Regions from separate parts of the Zea mays genome. Here region 1 is linked to region 2. A link is a contact called in public Hi-C data. All regions are on one chromosome and are shown on one strand. The core of a region is the stretch at or near the end of the contact, and the rest is flanking DNA. Distances in the headings are between cores, read along the strand shown.

Region 1 (5,150 bases), core at 693-3,192, 360 kb before region 2:
CGGCCGCGCGCTGCAGCTGGCGATCTCCTCGATCGAGCAAAACCGATGGAGAACTCCGCTAGTTGTTGATCGATGCGCCTTTCGATTCGCAGCGGAGGCACCACTGTTGGTGGATGGATGGATTAGGCACCAACCAACTAACCTCGATTAATCAACGCCGATCGCCGACACATCCATCCTTTCTCCCGTGAAAAGAGCATGTGGTGGCCATGGGTAGTAGTAGTCTCTTTATTATCCTTTTGAATTCTTGACCTGTTGTTTATTAGTCTTTTCTATTTGTGCTCACGCACTGGCGGTTTTCCTTCTCTGACCGAGTGAAATCCGGGCGCGTTTCTTTGGCGTAGCTTGGACAGGTGCAAGGCAAGGGGGAGAAAAAAAAAGGAACTTGTCCTGCGGATCCCAGTTCCAGGTAATGGTTGGCTTGGACGGCAAGCAACAGGGAAGGAACGCGCGGTGGCACTGGCCCATCAGCCACTGGAGTCGTCTGAACATACGCAGCAGATAGATGCCTTCCTGCCCGCCTGCCTGCTGCTCGGGACCACCGTCCGGTGGGAGCGGGCCAGCAGCACATCCGATCGTGATGCAGCATTTCAGTACGTGTGCTCGCGCAGGCAAGCTGTGTGTGTGTGGCAGCGTGGCAGGTGTGGACGAGCTCTTCTACTTCTACAATTTTTTTTGTCTATACAAATTAAATCTGCACCAGTTCGAATAACTAGATTTAATCTAAAACGAACTGCGTGGTGGTCGTGGGGTGGTTGACCCCGGTCGGTGCTATTAAGATATGACTGCTGAGCCGGGAAGGGTAACACGGATAAAAGGCAAGATTAGGGATGGAAACGAGACGAGCTCGGCTCAACCATCCGAGCCAACGAGACTGATCATAAACATGAACTCGCTCTCTAAAATATAATATAAAATATCAAAAATAATTTTAGTAACATATTTTAATTAGTAATATAAATATTACTAATATAATATAGAAAATAGGTTAATTTTAGTAATCTTAAAAAACATAAACTAATTGTCTATTTAGACTAACACTACATATAAGCATACTAATTGAAATTTTATGTAATAAATTGTTGTTGGGTCGAGCCACAAGTCAGCTTGTGAGCCGAATCGAACCGAGCTGACTCGCTTTTTTCTCGATCTAGAAAATAAGCTCGACTCGAACTTATTCTAAATAATGAGTCGAGTTCGAGCTTTTTTTCTAGCCTAGACGGGATCACATCGAACCAGGTTTCGAAAGTATGATAGCATCTCGCAATAATAAAAACCGATGGCCAATGGAGAAGGGTGAGGCCGTCCGCATCGTATGCCGCGCCATGCCCCTTCCCCTAGCACTGTATACGCGTAGGGAGCCTCCTACGTGCTACAACGCTAGGGGAGGCCGCGCCGCTCTCCCAGATTAAGGGGAGCATTGTAGCGCCTCCTTGCACAGTGTTTCTCTATTTAATAGTTGAAAAAATAGTAATAAAAGATGAATAGGGTTAGAAAATTATATTTTATAGTTGTAGGGATATAGAGGGATAATATATGAGGAACCGTTGCAGGAGATGAAAAAAGTTAGGGGGTGAAATGTTAATCATGTGACTAAAAAATGATATAGGAGCAAAAATTTAGAGGTCACGACTGCGGATAGTCTGATGCTAAAACTACTAAACTAGATTATATACACTGCACAAGGCTGAGTGCTTAGCGACCGACTACCGAGTACTGTATGGAGACGGCTACACGCACGAAAGAATCCGAAAAGGGGTCTCCGCGCCGCGCGCGGGCGTGGCAACCACGCATGGGCCAGCCAGAGGGCGGCGATCCCCCACCTCCCTCCCAGGACAACACCAGTGAGTCATCACATTCCCACCGGATCCCGGAAGCTTTTTCCACACGGCAGCCGGGCAGCGTCTTCCTTTCTCATGTACTAGCAGCCTCTAGCCCCCTACCAGTACTAGCAGTGGCGCAAAAACTTTTTTATTACAACTTCCCGGCAGGACCCGTTTCGTTCGGTCCAAGTCTCCAACCCCTAGCAGCCCACCCACATACAATTCCGTTTGCCCGGGTCCTCTCCTCGCCCGCGACCGCCGTTTGACTCCCGGACCCGACCCACTCCCACCAATCGGAGGCAAAGATCGCGTGAAATCCCGGGTCTCGCGCGCCCATTTCAGCCGGACGCTGACCAAGACAACCCCGGCGATCCCCACACCCGCACACACAAAGACGCAGACCACACAACGGCTCGGCAAGCGGCAGCAAGCCCAGACCAGAGCGAAAACCCACCGTTCCAGCACCCGATTTTGAACCACCGCGACACTCCCAAGTCCCAACCAAATCTACGACCCCTCCGACCGAAACGAGATCTCCGCCTCCCCTCACGGAAAGGAAAGAAACGCTCTCCCCCCGGGGCAAAGGGAACCGTCGCCGCGTCGCGGAAAACTGAAGCGGGGCACAGGAGGAGGAGAGGCCGAGGCAGGGAGAGGGTTCCGGCGGCGATGGAGCGGTACAACCCCTCCGAGGTGTACGAGCTCTTCGTGCGCCACATGAACAACCCGAGGTAAGGGAGGCCGGGAGGCCAATTCCACCTATTCTTTTTCCCCCCTGCGGTTCTCTTTCTTCGATGCATCCTTCGATGGAGCGGTCACTGATCGGTCTGCGATGCCGCCGCAGGGTGGTGGTGGACAACGGCGCGTGCGCGACGGCGACGCTGGTGCAGGTGCACAGCGCGAGGAAGCACGGCGTGCTGCTCGACGCGGTGGCGGCCCTGTCCGACCACGGCGTCTGCGTCCGCAAAGGCTACATCTCCTCCGACGACGGCCGCTGGTTCATGGACGTCTTCCACGTCGTCGACGCCGCGGGCGGCAAGGTGGCCGACGCCGGCGCCCTGCTGGCGCGCCTCGAGTCCTCGCTCTCCGCCGACGCATTGCCGCCCCGCCCGCCGCCCGCCGCCGCGGGGGCCGGGACGCCCACCCTGCTCGAGCTCGTCGGCGCCGACCGCCCGGGCCTCCTCTCCGAGGTCTTCGCCGTGCTGCACGACCTCCGCTGCGGCACCGTCGACGCCAGGGCCTGGACGCACGCCGGCCGCGTCGCCGCGCTCGTGTTCGTGCGCGACGAGGAGACCGGCTCGCCGATCGACGACGCGGCGCGGGTCAGGCGCGTGGAGTCCAGGCTCCGGCACGTCCTCCGCGGCGGCGCGCTCGGCGCGAGGATGGTCCGGGCAGACGCCTCCGCCGTCAACATGGACCGGAGGCTCCACCAGCTTCTCAACGAGGACGGGGAGGCCGGGAGCCGCGCCGACCGGGCGGAGTCGGAGGCGGAGGCGCCCACGCCCACAGCGGTCGCCGTGCAGGATTGGGTGGAGAGGGGGTACTCGGTGGTGACAGTGAGCTGCCGCGACCGGCCCAAGCTGCTCTTCGACGTCGTCTGCACCTTGACAGACTTGGATTACGTGGTGTACCACGGCACGTTCCACACAGACGACGATCACGCCCGCCAGGTGAAGCTTCTAGGCGTTTCTTTCTCGGCTGATCCCCAAAGATTTCTTTCCTGCTATTACTGAATCTAGGGCCGCCATTACTGAATTTTTGTCGCGCTGAGTTCTTGAGCTGGAGGAATTCCTGCCAGGAATCTCGACGTTTCCATAGTAACTCACTGCATTAGGAGCGGGTAGGACATTTCTGTAAACTTTTCTCTCACTTTTACTCCACTTTTACCTTTTGGTTGCTTTGATTGTGACTGTTGTGTGTGTATGCTTGAGTTTTGTTCATGAAAATTCCCTTTTACTGAATTTTCTGAGTTTTGGCATTTTAAAACGGAAGGTTTAACTTTAGTTTCATTTGCATTTGCATCGCTAGATTATTCTGCTTCAAAATTGTACCGCGTCATAATCACGACTGCATAATTAATAGTACTAAGCACTATATTCTGCAAAACTGATCAAAATTGCTGCTACGGTGCTGCAAATTGAATTCAGACACTACCTATGCACTCCTGTTGAAGCTAAGTTGACATCCTGTTGCTTCTTGGCTTGGCTGCAGGAGTTCTACATCAGGCGGTTGGACGAGCGGCCAATTAGCTCGGCGACCGAGAGGCGGCGCGTGATCCAATGCTTGGAAGCGGCCATCGAGAGGCGCGCATCCGAGGTGCGTGATCGCTGAGTATCTCCCTTCCTTTCCCTACATGCCACGCTACGCCACGCCACCGCAGCAAAAACACACAACGCCGGATGCTCGCTCCACCTTCCTCCCTCCCTCCCAGTCCCAGCCCAGGCGCAACGTCTCTTTCACGCCCTGCCCAACTTTCCACTTCACCGCCATGTGTTCGGACGAAATCCCAGCCGCACCACCTCTCTATCTAGGAGTATTCTCTAACGCCAGAGCGATCCTCTGTGGCTGTGCGCAGGGAGTGAGGCTGGAGCTGCGCATCACCGACCGCCGCGGGCTGCTCGCCTACGTCACGCGTGTGTTCAGGGAGAACAGCCTCTCGGTCACGCACGCCGAGATCACCACCAGGGGCGACATGGCCATGAACGTGTTCCACGTCACCGACGTGGCCGGCCGACCCGCGGACCCCAAGACCATCGACGAGGTGATCCAGAGGATCGGCACGGAGAGCCTCCGGGTGGACGAGGAGCGGTGGCCGCGCCTGTGCTCGACGGAGGGCGACGCTGGCCGCGGCGGCGGCGGTGCGGGGATCTTCTCGCTCGGGAGCCTTGTCAAGAAGAACCTGGTCAGTCTTGGCCTCATAAGATCCTGCTCGTGAGGACGCGATCAATGGGGGGCATGTGCTCCATGGGATCCTTGTGTAAATATGGGATGGTGCATGGGTTAGTTTGTAAATGGAGTAGGGGTTTAAATCGCCGTTTCTAGTTCTAGGTTTAAGTTGCCACGTGTACATAGTAGCAAGTGGAGATGGAAGGTTTTAAAAGTTGCTGGTCGGCAACAGCAAGGATAATGGACCTCTCTGGTGGGTCGTGCCATGTGTCTATCTAACTTTTACGTAAGAAAAAGTATTATACATGGATCGCTGAAACAGAGTACTTGTTTCGCAAGACCAAAAATGGATCAACAATACTATACTTGACCCATTCACCTCAAAAGGTCAAATCTGAGATCACACAACGGAATAGTGCACGGAGTATGACGGTTGGTTTGACA
Region 2 (4,995 bases), core at 709-3,208:
ATTCTTCCGGGTAGTATTTGATATGTATACACCTTTCTCAATTTCATCATCCAAATCAAATTCTATGTCGTTTCCACTATCCTCATAATCCTCGCCCATGTCCTTCATAGTAAGCCCAAGCCTGTTTTTCCTTGCAGCTCCCTCTTCTTCTTTGTCATCAACTTTGTCAGATTGATTTCCATTCTCATTCCTATCTCCTTTCTTGGGGTGAACACCGTTTGTTGCCCCTCTATTTACATCATCAAGCCTCTTCACAACTGAACTAAAGGCATCAGGTCCATTTGTAGCTGCCTTCATCATCCATCGTTCATACCCAGATGCACTGCTTCTCCTTCTATTCATTTTCTCTTCAGCTTCTTCCAAGGTCAGCTGTTTGTACTGTGCAATTTTACTGAAGTTGTACCTGATAGGGCATGAGAGACTGTAAGAACGCTCTAACAAAATTAAGAGAGCACTCATCTCAAAAGAAATTATACTAGGAGCTTACTGACACACAATTAGTAATGCCAAGACTTGATGAAATATATACAATTTAACGTACTTGAATCTTGCAAGCATGTATGTTCAGATGATGGATATATTCATTTGAAGACTAATAACAACAGAGGGAAGCAGAGAGTATAGTACCAGGAACCAACTTGAACAGCAATCATGTCATTGCCTTTTTGCGTAAGCGAATAGTATGTGGCAGGTGGATCCTCAGTTTGGCCCTGATACTGATGTTCCCCCGTCTCATCCTCCAGAATCCATGGCATCTTGCTGTAGTGCTTGTCCTGTTTTATCAAATGCGTGCACATGGTTTAACAGGGGAAACATCAGCTTATTGTCCGTAAGTTGCTATTGAACAGATATCTTCTAGCAATACATATTTGTCAACTGCATACTGCCAATTTGCAACTGATACGAGATGTCTGATAAAGCATAACTACTTTGCAGTAACTATTGTGTTATTTAGATTGATTGTGGATAATTAGAATTTACTCAGGTTCACCATTGTAACACTGTTTTCTATGTATGGTTAAGGACACTAATTGGGTGACAGAATTGTCAGGTCGTCCAAAGCAAAAGAATGGCAACTATGATCATCAAGCCAGTACCCGCATATTCCCAGTAAGCTGCTGTCCATGGGGGACATCCTTGCGAAGAGTCCATCTATTCCCTGCGCTCCTCTCATTCGATAAGGGCGGCAAGCCGGTGGTGAACCTGCCGATGTAGTGGGTCTTCTCCTTCTCCGCGGAGGTATCCACCCGGACATCGTACTCCTGCAGAGCGAGCGGTGTGAATAACGAGAAATCACCGGGGGAACAAACGATACGCAGATAGCTGCATCTGCATTGCTCGCCCGATTGCCAACGAGGAACTGCATTAGATGATATCTCGCATTAGAGACGGCGCGGGGCCGTACCGTACCCGGATGAGCCTGGTAACGGGGGCGCTGCACACGGTGCAACGCCCGCGGGCGAGCGCCAAGGTCATGCCACAGTCGGAGCAGAGCGTGGTGTGCCGGCACGACGTCGCGTAGAGTCCCGACGCTGCACCGCAGCGCTCGCACGCCGCCTTCAGGACCAGTTCGGCGGGCGCGACGCTCCCCATGCTTATGCCGCCGCCCGCGGTGTGCTCGCTACGTAGGGTTTGGTTCGTTTGGTTTGAGGCCATGTGGAAGGCGGCGTGGGCGCGTCACGCGTGGCGCTTTTAACGGCTGGGGTCGAAAACGGCAAGAACTGGTGGTTTAGTGGTTTCTACTTTCTCGTTTGGTTCGTTTCCGGCATCGCATGGGGCGGGGACGGAACGCTGCCCACGGTGCGTTCACGTGGGCCTTTCCAAGTTTTACAACCCGCGGAAGGTGTCGTCGGGCCGTGTGCTAATGATGGGCTAGGCCCCTAGGAAACCGAAATCATCACCGACTCACATTCATGGCTCGTTCACGGGGAACAAATCAGTATGGACTGTTTTCGGTTTTCATTGGCAACCACTACGCGAGAAGAGAGGAGACATGGGAAGAGTGAAACAGGAGGATGGAACAACAGGGCCGTGCCTGAGATTTCGGGAACCCTGGGCTAACTACGAGGTTATGGGTGTGATTGGTTGCTCGGATAGCCAGACACAGGTCTGTTGTGTGCATTGACCATGAACGGGTATGTGATTGGTTGTCTGTGCCATCCGGACGCAGCCTGCACGCGCGGAAGCAGGCCAGACGTTTTTCCAGCCCTCAGCCTGCACGCGCGGAGACACAGGAGAGGAGCTTCCCCGGTCGCCCAGGCCGGCGCGAGCATGGCTCGCATTGGCACTGCAACCAATCACGTAGTATATGAACTAAAATTTAGCGTATGTTATATTAGATGTTTAAATGATTATTATAAATATTAAATATAGTCTAATTATAAAACTAATTGTATAGTTAAAGACTAAGCGACAAAATAAATTTATTAATTCTAATTAATCAATGATTAGCAAATGTTTATTGTAGCATCATATGAGCAAATTATAAACCAATTAGGTTTAGTAGCTCTGTCTTATCGTTTAGTTCCTATTTGTGCAATTACTTTTATAATTAGACTATATTTAATATTTCTTACTAACATCCAAACATCCAATGTGACCTGCACTAAAATTTAGTTTTAGGAACGAAACGGGGCTATATATGTGCATTTGTATAATTATAAACACATATTTTGATGGACCTAATGGCAAACACAATTAGCTAGCTCTTGTCTTGTCTATGGTACACGCATATGTGTATATGTGAAGGTCGATCGTCGACAGCGTGTCCTGACGTTTGTAGTCATGTCCAGGCTATCTAGTCCTTTGGCGACATGGTGGCTGCACCGCCACATAAATTATGTTTTTTGGATGTTAGCAAGACATCAGAGGCTAAGCTACTCGCTTAGCATTGGACGATTGAACCGAACGAACACTGTTTAGAAAAATTAAATAACCAAATACTATACTTAAGTATATACTTGAGGGCCAGGGGCGGAGTCAGCCCTTATTTTGGGGTCAGCCGACCCCGGTAATTTTTTGAATATCTAAAAGAAAACGGTGTTAATAACAAAAGTTCTATAGTAAAGATCCAGTAGTTAATACTGATGACCCCGATAAAATATTTGCTAGCTTCGCTACTGTTGAGGGCCCTAATATTTTGAGGGCCCTGGACGGCCGCCCAGCTAGACCCCCTTAAGTACGGCCCTAGGAACAACATAAGTAAAATAACAAATAATATTTCGTACTCATGTTATGTTGTTTTAGCTAAAATAGACGACAGTAGCGTAGAAAAAACGTAAGAAAAATGAAACGGTGACGTAAAAGCCACGATAACATTTTTCAGTGATCGATACGGGATTTGGATCTTTTATAACGGCTTTGTAGCGAATTGTGTTATGCGATCTTAGATATTTAGACAATTAAAGTATATTTTAATCCAAAAATATTTAGCAAGAGGTTTGTGATGAGCTTATGGAGCTGATTGGATGTCCGCGCACTCGTGCACGGGTTCGAGAGGGTGGACAGGAGGGTGGCTAGCTCGATACGCACCATTTAGTTGTATCGGTATATACAACCAAAAAAACTTATCTTCATCTGCTTATGTGGCCCACGTTTCTCATACCCAGATAACCAACTATAATTTCAAATAAAGTTAACATATGCGGTGGTTCAGAATAAGACGATACGGACAACCAATCAGATGGTATATGTATGGACAAGTTCCAATAAAATTTTGATGGTTACAAGGATATAGGCAACCAATCAGATGGTATATGAGACGATATATGTATGGACAAGTTCCAATGAGAATTTTGAATGAGAATTTTGTATGGTTAGACTTTATTTTAATAAATATAAAATATATGTTTATATTGGTTGGTGAGTGTGAATAGGAGCCAACAATCAAGGTTTAAAATCTACTTGTGTATAATTTTATCTTATTTTTGTATAAAACAGAAAGGAGAAAGGTGACAGCAAGACTGAAAACTGATGCTTTATATAGTAATAAGAAATGTGCATGAACATGCTTGTTTGTGGATTCAAATGAGTCAACTAACAACACAACAAAGGTGGGTGTTGTATTTGTTTAAAAGTAAGTCCGTTCATCTTCCGATAAAAAAGAGAACAAGCTCGTATGTGGATTCAGGGAAATCATCACTACATGGAAAAGAGCAAGATGTACAGCACAAACGCACTATACTTCAACATAATACCTCCGTTCTCGAATATTTGTTGCTCGCTAGTTGATTTTTGAACTAAAACGCAACAAATAAAAAAGAACGGAGGGAGTATAACCATTCTACAAAATTTTATTTTGCAACAAGGTCAATTCATAACATGTAGAAATGTACAGGTTATGTACATTTACCAAACACACACGGCCTAGAGTACAAAGCGCGTAGAAAATGGATGGCTTTCGTCTTAAGGGAATCCGATGTGGATCAAAAGTAATCTGAAAGAACCGATGCAGAAACCCTCTTCAAGGATGAGGAAAGCCTGGAGATGTCTAATTCAGTATGGCCAGCTGATACAAACAGGCGGATTCCAATGGGAAGTTTGCACCTATCCAGATTTGATTTCTTTGATGTCACAACGAAAACTGAGTCTTCCTTCAAGGCCTGTTGGGGAAAGAATGTGTAAACAGTTGCTTGCGAAAAGTCATATAAACTGCACCTTGAAATTTTATTAGAAATTGATCCGAACTTACCTTGTCAGCAATAGTTTCAAGAAGGTCTAGATCAGTGGTAGGAGAACCAGTCGACTTCTTCAGCTTAAGGAAGACGATAGGTGACAGAACATGGCTGGAAATTTCAAGCCCTGGAGTATCTGATAGTTCTGCAGAGTGAATACAAAGAGTGTTGAGATGGTGGCCACCAGTCCGTTACATTGTAAGTTGGAAATCGTGTTGTGCATGAACACAGTAGTTATGGCTTGTATTTGATTCACGACTTAATTATATTTCCCTGGTATAGGAACCTAGAGCTCAGAGGGAAAATAAGTTGTACTGCAATT

Evidence for each region. A called contact is a pair of places that touch in the nucleus more often than the background predicts.
Region 1: a Hi-C map of endosperm shows a contact between it and region 2, with 2.4 times the contacts expected there. The contact joins the promoter of LOC100274815 here to the promoter of LOC103639350 in region 2. A contact is called at or near these places in 2 of 25 Hi-C or Micro-C datasets (endosperm and tassel).

The regions. Positions count from the first base shown.
Region 1 is chr9:148,769,341-148,774,490 of Zm-B73-REFERENCE-NAM-5.0, reverse strand. LOC100274815 reads left to right here and starts at 1,942. Exons shown (of 4, transcript NM_001349177.1): 1 at 1,942-2,551; 2 at 2,665-3,490; 3 at 4,032-4,136; 4 at 4,396-4,947. The coding sequence starts at 2,490. The coding sequence ends at 4,755.
Region 2 is chr9:148,413,916-148,418,910 of Zm-B73-REFERENCE-NAM-5.0, reverse strand. LOC103639350 (transcription initiation factor IIF subunit alpha) reads right to left here and starts at 1,958. Exons shown (of 9, transcript XM_008662113.3): 1 at 1,411-1,958; 2 at 1,098-1,262; 3 at 628-773; 4 at 33-403. The coding sequence starts at 1,656. It overlaps LOC100281549 (serine palmitoyltransferase 1), which reads right to left. Exons shown (of 13, transcript NM_001154468.2): 12 at 4,691-4,818; 13 at 4,205-4,601. The coding sequence ends at 4,425.